Regions from separate parts of the Capsicum annuum genome. Here region 2 is linked to region 1. A link is a contact called in public Hi-C data. All regions are on one chromosome and are shown on one strand. The core of a region is the stretch at or near the end of the contact, and the rest is flanking DNA. Distances in the headings are between cores, read along the strand shown. Region 1 overlaps LOC107858843 (protein CHROMATIN REMODELING 24). Region 2 holds the start of LOC107839875 (tRNA uridine 5-carboxymethylaminomethyl modification enzyme MnmG).

Region 1 (6,281 bases), core at 1,998-4,497:
TGAAACGAAAAAACTAAAAAAACAATCTTTTACTAATTACTTCATTAGTGTTTTAAAAGTTCTAGATTTCACCTTTTCATTAGCGTTTTAAAAGTTCTAAATTTCATCTTGTTATTATCGTTTGAGACGAGGGACAGCTTGATCTTGATCTGATGTTGACTCGGAGGAGGAGCTAGAATTTTAACTTTTAAGCTAGCAAATGTTGATGTACTAATAATTGAGTTGAATTTACTACATGCAAATTCTTTTTCAAAATAAATGAATTCCTTTTAACACTTGTTTAATTATTCGAAATGAATTCATTTTTCTTAATTTAGTTTTGATGAATAATCTTATTATTTTTAGAACAAGTTCGAAAAGAAGTAAATGATAATTAATATTGATAAATTATTCTTTAATTATGTCATTCATTAACTTTTTGAAGATGTGCGCCACATTCAAAGATTCATTAATTTTAGATTAGAGGAGGTATTTATTAAATCATTTTAACATAAACATTTTGAGTAAAAGCTAGCAAAGCCAAACACATCTTTTGAGTAACTAATTTGAAGTTTAGTTTGAAATTTGTTACTTTTACGAGTAAATCTTAATTTTAACTTTGATACTGGCCTAATAATTAATGGGTTTATTAGTTTAATAAGACTATTTTGTTGGGTTTCACACTTTTAAACCTATTAACAGGAAAAAACTTATTTTTTAGATGACCAAAGAAATTTGATAATAGCGATGTTACATTTAATAAATTTTTTCAAAAAAAATATTATGTAACCATCGTTTGTCTACTTTGATTAAAAATTAAAAAGTCATATAAGTTTTGTCTGTTTCACTGACGTTTTTAAATAAAAATAAAAATAAAGAAGAAAGGAATGTCATATAATTAAAAAATACTAACATTTTACATGTGGATGGTAATGTGGTATAGTCACGTAGTTTTTTTTTATCTGGGTGGCATGCTTGATGGAATTTCGTTAAGGAGAGGGGTATTTTTAAGCCAAATATTTAACAGAGGGGTATTTTTGAGCCATTTCAGATAGTTCAGGAGTATTTTTGATCCTTTCCCGAATTCCGTTAGAGGGAGGGGTATTTTTAGCCAAATATTTAACGAAGGGGTATTTTTGAGCCAAAAATCTAACGAGGGGCATTTTTGAGCTATTTCAGATAGTTCAGGAGTATTTTTGAGCCTTTTCCGTCTTAGAAGAATAATGATTTGTATTGTTTTTGATCGAAAGAAAATCATTTTATTTCAACCAGTAACATTTGTAGTACAAACACTTTTCTGTCTCTTTTAGCTATTACAATTTTCAAACATATCTATACTAGACTGAATAGCTATTCAGCTTTGCTAATATTTCCTGCCATTTACACTGTGATTGACCTTTAATATGAGTTTGAAGGCAGATATCTTTTATCAGCTGTGAAGCATTTTTCTGTTGAGTCTTGAATCTTCTTCCATTTTTTTCAATCCAGACTTGGTAGACTGTGGCAACAAACAAGAATATCAGGATCTGTAGTCTTGCCTTTGAAGTGTGTACACCACTAGTCAGCCACTTGATTTCAGTTGTCCATGTGTGTACTTGTCTGGTAATGCATATCCACTTCAAGAGAGTACTCCAAATAGTTTTAGAATAAGGACATTCAAAGAATAGGTGCTGAAAGGTTTCTTTAGTTCCTATACCACGAAGTACACATCCAGCATCTACACTTATACCCTATTTTTCAAGTCTTTCAACAGTTGCTAACCTTCCATGTAAATCCAGCCATACTATGAATTGGTGTCTTGGGATAGTTCCTTGGGATTGCACCAAATTTCTCCATACAACCTTGGGTTGTTGAGGTAGCATTAATTAGTATAGTTTTTTTATACTAAATTTTGTGCCCACTGTAAATTGTGATAGGTGTTGCATTGGGTTGACAGTTGGAAACCCTTTCCTAGCATCAAACACTTTCTTGTTTAGGTGTGTTCATTGATACCAAGTCTCTGCCCTTGATATAGAAGTTGTGAATCTATTGGACCCACAAAGTGTCCTCCTTGTTTGACAATGCCCATAATAATTTACATATAGCAGCTTTGTTCCATCTTTCAAATTCAATTATGTTCAAGCCCCTAGCAGCTTTGGAAAGGCGCATAGTGTCCCAAGCAACCAGTGATTTCTTTGAGTTTTCAACACCTCCTATCTAGAGAAATACCCTGCATATATGTGTAACTATGGAGATAACTTTCTTAGGCAGTAAGAACACTTGTACTGGTATGCTTGCATTTCAAATATTACACTCCTAATTAGCTGCAAACTGCCACTGTAGGATAGTAGTTTAGCAGTCCAACACTGAATCTTGCTACTATTTTCTCAACCAGAGGCATGCACTGTTGGATAGTCAATTTCCTAAATGAGAGTAGCACCCCTAAGTACTTGAAGGGAATTTCTCCCATTGTAAGTTGGCACACCTCGAATGGTAGTTGAAGTTTGGGTTGTGCCTCAATTGTTTCAAGGATTTGTTTAGGCACTCCATCACCAGCACAAAGAGATATGGGGACATAGGGTCTCCCTGTCTAAGCCCTTTCTTAGCAGCAAACTTATCAGTTAAGCTTCCATTTACCAGGATAGAGTAGCTAACAGTAGTTACACGTCATTATCCAGTCAATCATCTTAGCAGGGAAGCCTTATTCAGCAAGAATCATTTGCAGGATTCCCCATTCAACTTAATCATAAACTTTTTTTATATCAATTTTCATGAAACGTCTTGGAGAAACATACTTCTGCCCATATCCCCTAATCAGTTCATGTGCAACTACTACATTATCTAAGATGTTTCTTCCCTCTGAATGCAGATTGTGAATTTCCCACTATAACATCTACCATAGGCTTCAGTTTTGCAGTAAGTATTTTTGCAATAATCTTATATAAAGCAGTACAGCATGCTATTGGTCTATACTCCTTCACAAAGTTAGGGTTGGCTACTTTAGGGACAAGTGTGATAGTCGCACAGTTTATACTTTTTAAGCAGTTTTTCATTTTAAAAAAATTGTAGAACTGCTGCAGTGACCTCTTGACCCACTACTAACCAGTTATTTTTAAAAAATTCTATGGGAAAGCCATCAATATCTGGTGCCTTGTCACATGGGAGGTGTTGGATTGTATCAAAAATCTCCTATTCTGTCACTGCTTGTAGTAATTGTTTCTGTTGTTCAATGTGTAGGCATGGACCATCTCTTGCTATGTCAATATTAATGCAAGGTAATTCACTTGCTGCAGAGCCCAAGAGTTATTGAAAGAACTGAGTGAATTCCTATTGTACTTGTGATGGTTCTATGACCCTAGTTCCTTGATCATTACAGACTGAGCCACTTCTATTTCTTGCTTGTCTATTCTTCAGGTGAGCATGAAAATATTTTGAGTGTCCATGTGCTATCCAAGTTGCCCTGGACTTCTGTCTCAATACTTATTCATTTATCAATTCCCACTTCTGTAGTTGAGCAAGTACTTTTTCTCCTGCTGGATCAAGTTTGTATTAAATAGATTTTCATTTAAGTTTGTTTGCACTTGTTGCAGCTCTGTTCTCAACTTTTGTATTTTCTACTCCAATGATGACATCTGTTGATTCAGTGACTTAGCCTTAGCTCCAATCCTCAGTAACCTTTGCCAAACTAAGTACATTGCACAACCCTGTATATTTTGACCCCAGACTTCTTTAACTATACTCTGGAACTGGTCTTGGTTTAGTAAGACATTAAGTATATTAAAGGGTCTTTTAGTAATCTGAAGAAGCACTTCTGTGTTGACAGTAATGGGTGAATGATCTGAACACCCTGGCTGCTTGAATACAGCATCTAGAGCTCCATACTTCATAAACCAAACTGCATTTTCTAGTATCCAGTCTATTCTGTTCTATTGCACCAAGTATAGTCACAACCTCTTTTGGGTAGTAGGCGGAGTCTTAACTGCTCTATACAGTCTTGGAAATCTTGTACATCAGTTTGTTGAACAGGGGCCCCATTGAGTCTATTATTGTAGAAAGTCCGGTATTGAAGCCACCAAGTATGACCCAAAGGTCATTTATAGTATTATGAATACTTCCCAGGTGTTCCCAGATGTCTTTCCTGCTTATAGTGGTGTTGTATCCATAGACAGAGATCATGAAACTAACAAAACTGGACCCTTTACCTTCCACATAGCAGTGAACCAACTGTGGTGTGGTTAATACAATTGTGACATTGTCCTGTTGATGTTTCCAGCATATCCATACTCTTCTTGTGTGGTCCGCATTATAGTCAGTTGTGCAAGTCCATTCCTTACCTAGTAGCATTGTAATAGTATCTCTTTTATTGTACTTTATTTTTGTCTCCAAGCACCCCAGTAAATCCATTTTATTTTGAGCCAGAAAGGGTTTTAGCTCCTTCAGTTTAAAGGGTTGATTCAGCCCTTTTATGTTCCAAGAGCAGAAGATCATGTGGAGCTTGTGAGGGCTGCTCAGGACAAAGGCTAAGAGCATATGCATCTTGTATGTTTCTTTCTTCTAATTCACTGGTTTGACTACTTCCTACATTTGAATTTGAAGCTTGCATTGCTCCTACTTTCTCTTTCCCCTTGTTCCTCCTGGAATCATGCTCTTGTGGATTACCAATATCAGCAGGTATGAGGTGCTCTTTTTGGGCTAGTGCAGCTATAGGAGCAACTTTTGGCAACCATTGTGAGGATCCATATCTTCTCCTGTGTTAGTGTTGGTACTTTGGGAGGTTCAGGATGTTGTTTAGTCTGTTTCCTAAAACTATGCAGTCTTGGCAGTATTATGGCCACAAGTCATAGTCTAAGTTCTGTCTTCTGGTATTTCCATCAGGTTCTTCAGCCAACATATGTTCAGGTAATGGTTGTGTCACATTCATTTCTATCAACATTCTAGTATAGGATATCCTCCCCTCTCCAACAATTAGGCTATTAGTGCACACTGGTTTACCTAAGTAGCTAGCTATTCTGCTCAAGTTCTCAATAGCCCAGTATTGAATAGGTAGATAGGGGAATAACTCACAGTGGCACTTGTTTCAGAGATTCTTTACTCCTCTGGAAGTTTGGTACCCATGCCATGATTTCAGCACAAAGGCTCTATAATCATGCGTATAAGGGCCATTATTGAGAACTTTAGCTCTATCAGCTTCATTCACAAACAGAAAGATAAAGTAGCCATCATCATGCAAAAACACACTTAAGTGTTTCCACAAATTTCCAGAATGTATACACATAGTGCAACATCTGTTTGAATGACGGGTTCTTCCCAACGACGTAACCTATTAAGGCACAATTCCATTTCCTTTGTTGTTTCTCCACTTCAGTCAGATTTAATTTAACCATTTTAACCCCATTCTTCATCACTGGTGGGAAGTATTTAAGTTGCTTACCCATCATCGAAGGCTTGCTTTGTTGTGTCTCATTTGGTTTGGAGCTTGTCGAGAAAGTGAGCTTCCTCATCGCGTACGTTGAGACCTCCCCTGGCTTTAGCGTTTTCAGTCAGGGTTTTGGTGGTTTGAGTAATTTGAGATTTTTGTGTGGGAGCTTTCGTCGGAGCTTGGTAGGCCTTCGAGCCACTACTAGCCCCCGACACCCATTCGGATAGTTGGACTGTAGGTAGTGGTTAAGGAACCCCCGTTTCCGATGTAACTATTCTAGAACTTGGGTCTGATTGTTGTTGATGGTTGTTGAGGTGAAGTATTGGTAGTTAGCTTCGCTTTCGTCTATCGTTTTCGGGCCATTTTCCGCTGTCGGCTTACGTTAGCTAACGGCGCTTAACGTGAGCCTCCAAGCTTTATATTTTCTACCAGTTCTTCATGATATATATCAAACTTTCTAAAACTCTTCATGAACGTAAAAAGTAATTATTTATTTTATGAATAGACTAAAGGTTGTACAGACGCACGCAACCTTACCTCTTGTGAACCAATTTCAATTAGAATTCTTCGTTTCTCTCATTTTACACATACAACAAAACAAATCTTTGATTTTAGAGTTCTTAATGACACAAGGACCATGCAGTTAGCTACAAAGACTATAATGCTAGCTTACACTCCAGCGGAATAGGCATTAGTTTAGTTACATTAGATAATGATTACCATAGTTCTCAAGATAACCTACAATAATATGCACTTAGCAGTTGATGTATTAAACATTTAGGGTCACAAACTACTGAAGATCACTCATTCATCAAAAACCTATTGCATATTTACCACAACTGGTTCAAGCATATATACAAAGTATGTACCTGTTTCCGATAAATCTTTTCTTCAACAGTACCAC
Region 2 (6,281 bases), core at 1,593-4,092, 86 kb after region 1:
TACTATGAACTTCCTTTTGAAAGCCTGCTGAGTCAGTAGTTTATTGTATAGTCTAAAGGTCTTGAGAGCACAAATTTACAAATTGTCCCTTGGGAAGAAGCAATCAAGTCTGTCAATTCCAACCTTATTTTTTAAAATTACGTAGTTGTAGACTTCCTTCTGCTCCAAATTATTTGCCATTCTGATCTTATCATTGTCAGTTTGACCATTTTGTGGAGCTAACTGAGATTAGATCAATTCATTCTTCTAAAATTATAGTTTCATATTCCTATGCCACAATTTTCTTGATTTAAAAAATGGTCAAAGAAGATTGTTAAAGAAATAGACCTTAGGCCTAACTCAACCCGAAAAGCTAGCACATGACCGAAGGATTGTCCATAGGGATGACAATGGTGCGGTGCGGTGCGGGTGTGGTGCGGGTTTTTACTAAACCCGCAAGTTTTAAAACCGCACCGCATGACATTTAAACCCACATAAACCCGCCCCACATTCATACCCATAACCGCACCACAACGCCCCATGTTTTTACTTTTTCCCTTTTTTTTTGAAAAATTTGTAACTCTATTGAAAATCATAATATTTTCAAATCTACAACTAGAAAATAATAACTAATTTCTATTATAGCACTTTTCGCTAAAAAATTGTCAAAAAGTATAGCGTGTACAAGTAATGATCAAATATCATATTTTTATTCAAATGAATAGAGATGTTAAAAAAGCTACTATAAAATTATTTATTTGTAGTGTTATGCATGTAGTTTTAAGTATCATAAAATTTAAGTAAAGAACACATATAATTTTAGGTATATTCACGAGAACAATATTAATTTTCAGCTTTTTTGTTATTTTAAACCCGCATATATCCGCAACCCGCACCGCACCGCACCATTTTAAAAAAAAATTACTTTAACCCGCATCGCATAGCTTAAAACCCGCACCGCACCGCACCCGCACTGCCCCATTGTCATTCCTAATTGTCCAAAACCATATAAGGAGACAAAGTGCCCATTATCGAACAAATATAACTTAATGTTAGTAAAAAATAAACACCAATGAATAGAAAGTACATTGCACGTAATGGGGAATTAAAGCCATAAGTTAGGAAACTATGGCTTTTGGCTTAGTTTTGTTATTATGGCTTTAAAACAAGTGCTTAAAAGCACTTTTTTGTTTTACCCAAACGCTACAAAAGTGCCTAAAAGCTATTTTGAAGCACCTAAAATAAGTCAACTTTTTTTAATAACCAGGGTGTCCAAGCCAGCTCTTGCACCTCTAATTCCACCTGGTAACTCTGTCCACCAAGGCCAGGACATATAGGAAGAAGCACCTAGTATTTTTTTATCACTGCTGGAATTTGGAATTTGATCCTGAGACCTCATGTTGTCAACCGATTTCATTGACCACTAGTCCACACCCTTGGGTGCCTAATATAAGTCAATTCAAATAGGCTCAGTCCAAAAACGAGAAAATACGAGTTCTAGTTACCTGCCATGCGATGCGATCAATATTAAGAGTAAGAAGCAGTGTTTTCGCCCCTAATCGTGCTGAAGCAAGGGCAGCTTCACATCCTGCGTGGCCTCCTCCCACCACAATCACGTCATATCTTTCATCACCCACTTCAGTATAACTACTCGAGCCTGCCAAATTTTTGATAATGCATCAGAAGTTTTCAGCAGAAAACACGACTGAATTTGTTACCTTCAAAAAAAAAAAAATACACATGACTGCACAGTACTACTGACTTCTCTGGTTTATATTATCAAAATGTTAGCAAACTATCTTGTTATGAATGAGGCACAAGATAATAAATATGGTGAAATTGGATCCATTGGAACGAGAAGCAGGACCAAGCATCCACCAAGGAAGCTGTCGAAAATCAAAGTACATTTGGGACCCTGGTTAAGGAGCGTGTGCACTGTGGGCTATATATACAAGAGGAGATATTTCATTAGGCTCATGTTATGAAATTGTATCTTTATTTTCTAAGTTGTTTCGTCAAACTAATTATGGAACCTCCCTCCCTTCTTTATTTCCTTTTATTTGAAAGTTTTGTTGTTGGGAAGAAGATGAACTTCCACATCAATGTATGTGATTACCCCCATATCAACACAATTCTCCTTCATTACATATTTGCATTTCTAAGTAATCCCTCTGTCCTAATTTATGTAGCACAGTTCGAATTTCGAGATTCAAATTTCTAAACTTTGACTGTAAATTTGGACATAGAAGCTTTAAGTTTTTTGAAATAAAATATATATTTCTGTAAACTACGTAAAAGTACTGTAAATCACAATAATATTTAAAATGCATAAAAAAATCTCCGTCGAAAAGAAAAAAACTTATTCACTCTCGAAATTCCAGTTGCACCATATAAATTGGGATGCAGGGAGTATTAGTCACTAATCACGAGAAAGTTAAATGTTGTCACTTTTCACGTAGTTCCTAAATTTTCTTTTTGATAAAGTGGTGTCCAGTAGCAAATTCAAATAGAATCAAATCAGTACATATATAAACATTTTCAAATTAAACTTATATTTTATTTTTTTTTGGATAATTACACGAAGAATGATGTGTTTCTACTTACCATTCAATTGAGCTACGACAGTGTAAGGACGGGTAGCTGAGGAGTACAGAGTGCAGAAGCTACCGGAAAACCGGAAGCTCCGGTAGAATCTGAGGACTTGACGTTGTTTACGAAGAAATGGAAAGGCAAAAGAGCGGGGAACCGGTAAACCGGAAGCGAACCGGGTCCAGTTCAGAGAAAGAACAGTCGCCATTAAAATTCAGAGGTGTACAAGCTGTTGAAGCTCATTATATGGAGAGATAAATTTCTTTTGAAATACCCCTCTATTTTGTCATTTGTGTATAAGTTTTGGTGTACACCCCCAAAGTTTCAAAAATTACAATGTGTCCAACCTCTTTTAAATATTTGTCCATTTTGGATTTTGTTTCGTTGGTTTCTCACCCGATGTTTGATATCTGTATTGAAATATAATTAAATTTAAACTCGCATTAAAAAGTTCTATACTGAAAATAGCACATTTCTTAATAAAGGTGACTCTATACCCAAGAGACTCGAACTTGAGATCTCTCGAGTATGGTTAAGTGTTTAGTTATGAATTTGATCCATTATTTTAGTTTTAATTTAGAAAAGTAAATTTGAGGAGTGCTTTGATGTTCCAAGGGAGATGGACATGGAAAATGGGTGAATCTCAAAAATAGATCAAATTGGAGTGGCTTTCAAATTTTAGCCTTAAATTAAAAAAAAATTCTTAAAATAGCCTTTATCTATTAACTAATATTTTTTTGGATAAAATTATCTCTGATCAATGAAGTAATTACATAAATATCATAATTGATAACAACTCCATATTTATATTTTTTAACTTTTTCTATTTTTTTTCTTTTTTTAATTTTACTTTGATTTTTCTTTTTTATTTTCTCTTTTTATTTTTATTTTTCTCAACCCTCACTTTTTTCTTTTTTTTCTCTCAACTTCTTTCTTTATTATTTTATATTATTTTTTATTTTTTCTTTCTTCTTTTTTTTTTATTCTTTTTAGTTTTTCTCAACCCTTATTTTTTTTACATCTTTCAACGTCTACTTTTGTAATAAAAAAAAATCTTTGATTTTTTTCTTTTAAAATTTTTCTCGGCCTTTATTTTTATTTAATTTTTTTCATCAACCTTTATTTTTTTTCCTATTTTCTCTCAATTTCTACATTTTCTTTGATTCTTGTTTTTTAATATTTTTCTTCTTTTTTCGTAATTTTTATTATTTTTGTTGTTTTCTTTGATTTCTTCCATTCAAGTTACATCTCATGAGCAAGAGTTGACACTATCACATTATAAAGGCAAGACTTACAACTTTCGAATAATAAGCTACGTTTCATGGGCAAGAGTTGACACCACTACATTGTAGAGGCAAGACTTGTGACTTTCAAACAACAAGTTGTGTTTCATGGGCGAGAGTCGACACTACCACAGTGTATTTTAATTTATGAGATGTTTTATAACTTTAACATTAGAGGAAAGACTTAGCTCAGGGACTTTCAAACAACAAATTATGCCTCACGGGTAAGAGTTGGACTCTACCACGTTGTGTTTTCATTTATAAGATGTTCTACAACTACTGTCTTAGAGGCAAGACTTAGCTCAAGAACTTTCAAACAACAAGTTATGTTTCATGGGCAAGAGGCGACACTATCACATTGTATTTTGATTTATGAGATATTTTACAACTATTATCTTAGAGGCAAGACTTGGCTTGGAAACTTTCAAACAACAAATTATGCCCCATGGGCAAGAGTTGACTCTATTACGTTTGTTTTCATTTATGAAATGTTCTACAACTATTACCTTAGAAGCAAGACTTAGCTCAAGGACTTTCAAACAATAAATTATGCCCCACGGGGAAGAGTTGACTCTACCACGTTATATTTTTATTTATGAGATGTTCTACAACTATTGCCTTAAAGGCAAGACTTAGCTCAAGGACTTTCAAACAACAAATTATGTCCCACGGACAAGAGTTGACTCTACCATATTATGTTTTCATTTATGAGATGTTCTACAACTCTTGCCTTAGAGGAAAAACTCAACTCAAGGACTTTCAAACTACAAATTATGCCCTATGAGCAAGAGTTAACTCTACCACATTATATTTTTATTTATGAGATGTTCTACAACTCTTACCTTAGAGGCAAAACTTAACTCAAGGATTTTCAAACTACAAATTATGCCCCACGGGCAAGAGTTGACTCTACCACGTTATATTTTCTTTTATGAGATGTTCTACAACTATTGCCTTAGAGATAAAACTTAGCTCAAGCACTTTTAAAAAATAAATTATGCCCCACGGACAAGAGTTGACTTTAACACGTTATGTTTTCATTTATAAGATGTCCTACAACTATTGCCTTAGAGGCAAGACTTAATTAGCTCAAGGACTTTCAAACTACAAATTATGTCTCACGGTCAAGAGTTGACTCTACCACGTTATGTCTTTCATTTATGAGATGTTCTACAACTGTTGCCTTAGAGGCAAGACTTAGCTCAAGGGCTTTCAAACTACAAATTATGCCCAACGGACAAGAGTTGACACTATCATGTTATGTTTTTATTTATGAGATGTTCTACAACTCTTGCCTTAGAGGCAAGACTTAATTAGCTCAAAGACTTTCAAACTACAAATTATGCCTCATGGGCAAAAGTTGACTCTACCATATTATATTTTCATTTATGAGATGTTCTACAACTATTGCCTTAGAGGCAAGACTTCGCTTAAGGACTTTCAAACTACAAATTATGCTCCACAGGCAAGAGTTAAACTACCATGTTATGTTTTTATTTAAGAGATGTTCTACAACTCTTGCCTTAGAGGCAGGATTTAATTAGCTCAAGGACTTTCAAACTACAAATTATGCCCCATGGGCAAAAGTTGACTCTACCATGTTATGTTTTTATTTATGAGATGTTCTACAACTATTGTGTTAGAGGTAAGATTTAATTAGCTCAAGGACTTTCAAACTACAAATTATGCCCCACGGGCAAAAATTGACACTACCACGTTATGTCTTTCATTTATGAGATGTTCTACAACTCTTGCCATAGAGGCAAGACTTGGCTCAAAGACTTTCAAACTATAAATTATGCCCCACGGACAAGAGTTGACACTATCACGTTATGTCTTTATTTATGGAATGTTTTACAACTCTTGCCTTAGAGGCAAGACTTAGCTCAAGGACTTTTAAATAATAAATTATGCCCCACAGGCAAGAGTTGACACTACTGCATTATGCTTTTATTTATGAGATATTCTACAACTCTCTCCTTAGAGACACGACTTATCTCAAAAATTTTCAAAGAACTTCGTAATAACAATTCATGCCCTTAAATTTGCTTTGATAGCAAAAAAAGAAGATACCTTTGTGGATTATCCAATTTTTTATTTATTAGCAAATATAGTAGAAAATTGAGAAAAAAGAAAAAAAATGATCAAACAAAATAGAGAAATAAAAAAAAAAGATTGAGAAAAAAAGGGAAAAAAAAAAAAAAAAAAAAAAAAAAAAAACAAAAAAATAAAAAAGTTGTGAAAAGTAAAAAAGAGAGAAAAAATAAAAATAAAGTTTGAGAAAAATGAGGAAAAAAAAAGAGAACTGAAAAAAAAAACGATCAAATAAAATAGAGAAATAAAAAAAAAGTGAGAAAAAAAGGCAAGAAAAAAATAAAAATTGAGAAAAAAATGAAGGATCAAAAAAATTGAGAAAATAAAAAAATGAAA

What was found. Hi-C and Micro-C count contacts between places; a contact is called where the count stands out from the background.
Region 2: a Hi-C map of leaf shows a contact between it and region 1, with 2.3 times the contacts expected there. The contact joins the promoter of LOC107839875 here to the enhancer-like site in region 1. A contact is called at or near these places in 3 of 5 Hi-C or Micro-C datasets (leaf and placenta).

Annotation. Positions count from the first base shown.
Region 1 is chr1:152,434,349-152,440,629 of UCD10Xv1.1, forward strand. LOC107858843 (protein CHROMATIN REMODELING 24) reads right to left here. Exons shown (of 30, transcript XM_047397991.1): 24 at 6,247-6,281. Among protein-coding and RNA genes, the nearest start is that of LOC107858843, 15 kb to the right of the region's middle. Within about 2 kb of position 3,248, at least 1 of the 5 cell types and tissues checked has an H3K27ac peak or open chromatin away from gene starts, as enhancers often do. A contact at or near this core is called in leaf, where this site is marked.
Region 2 is chr1:152,520,668-152,526,948 of UCD10Xv1.1, forward strand. LOC107839875 (tRNA uridine 5-carboxymethylaminomethyl modification enzyme MnmG) reads right to left here and starts at 2,843. Exons shown (of 13, transcript XM_016683525.2): 1 at 2,584-2,843; 2 at 1,485-1,636. The coding sequence starts at 2,776.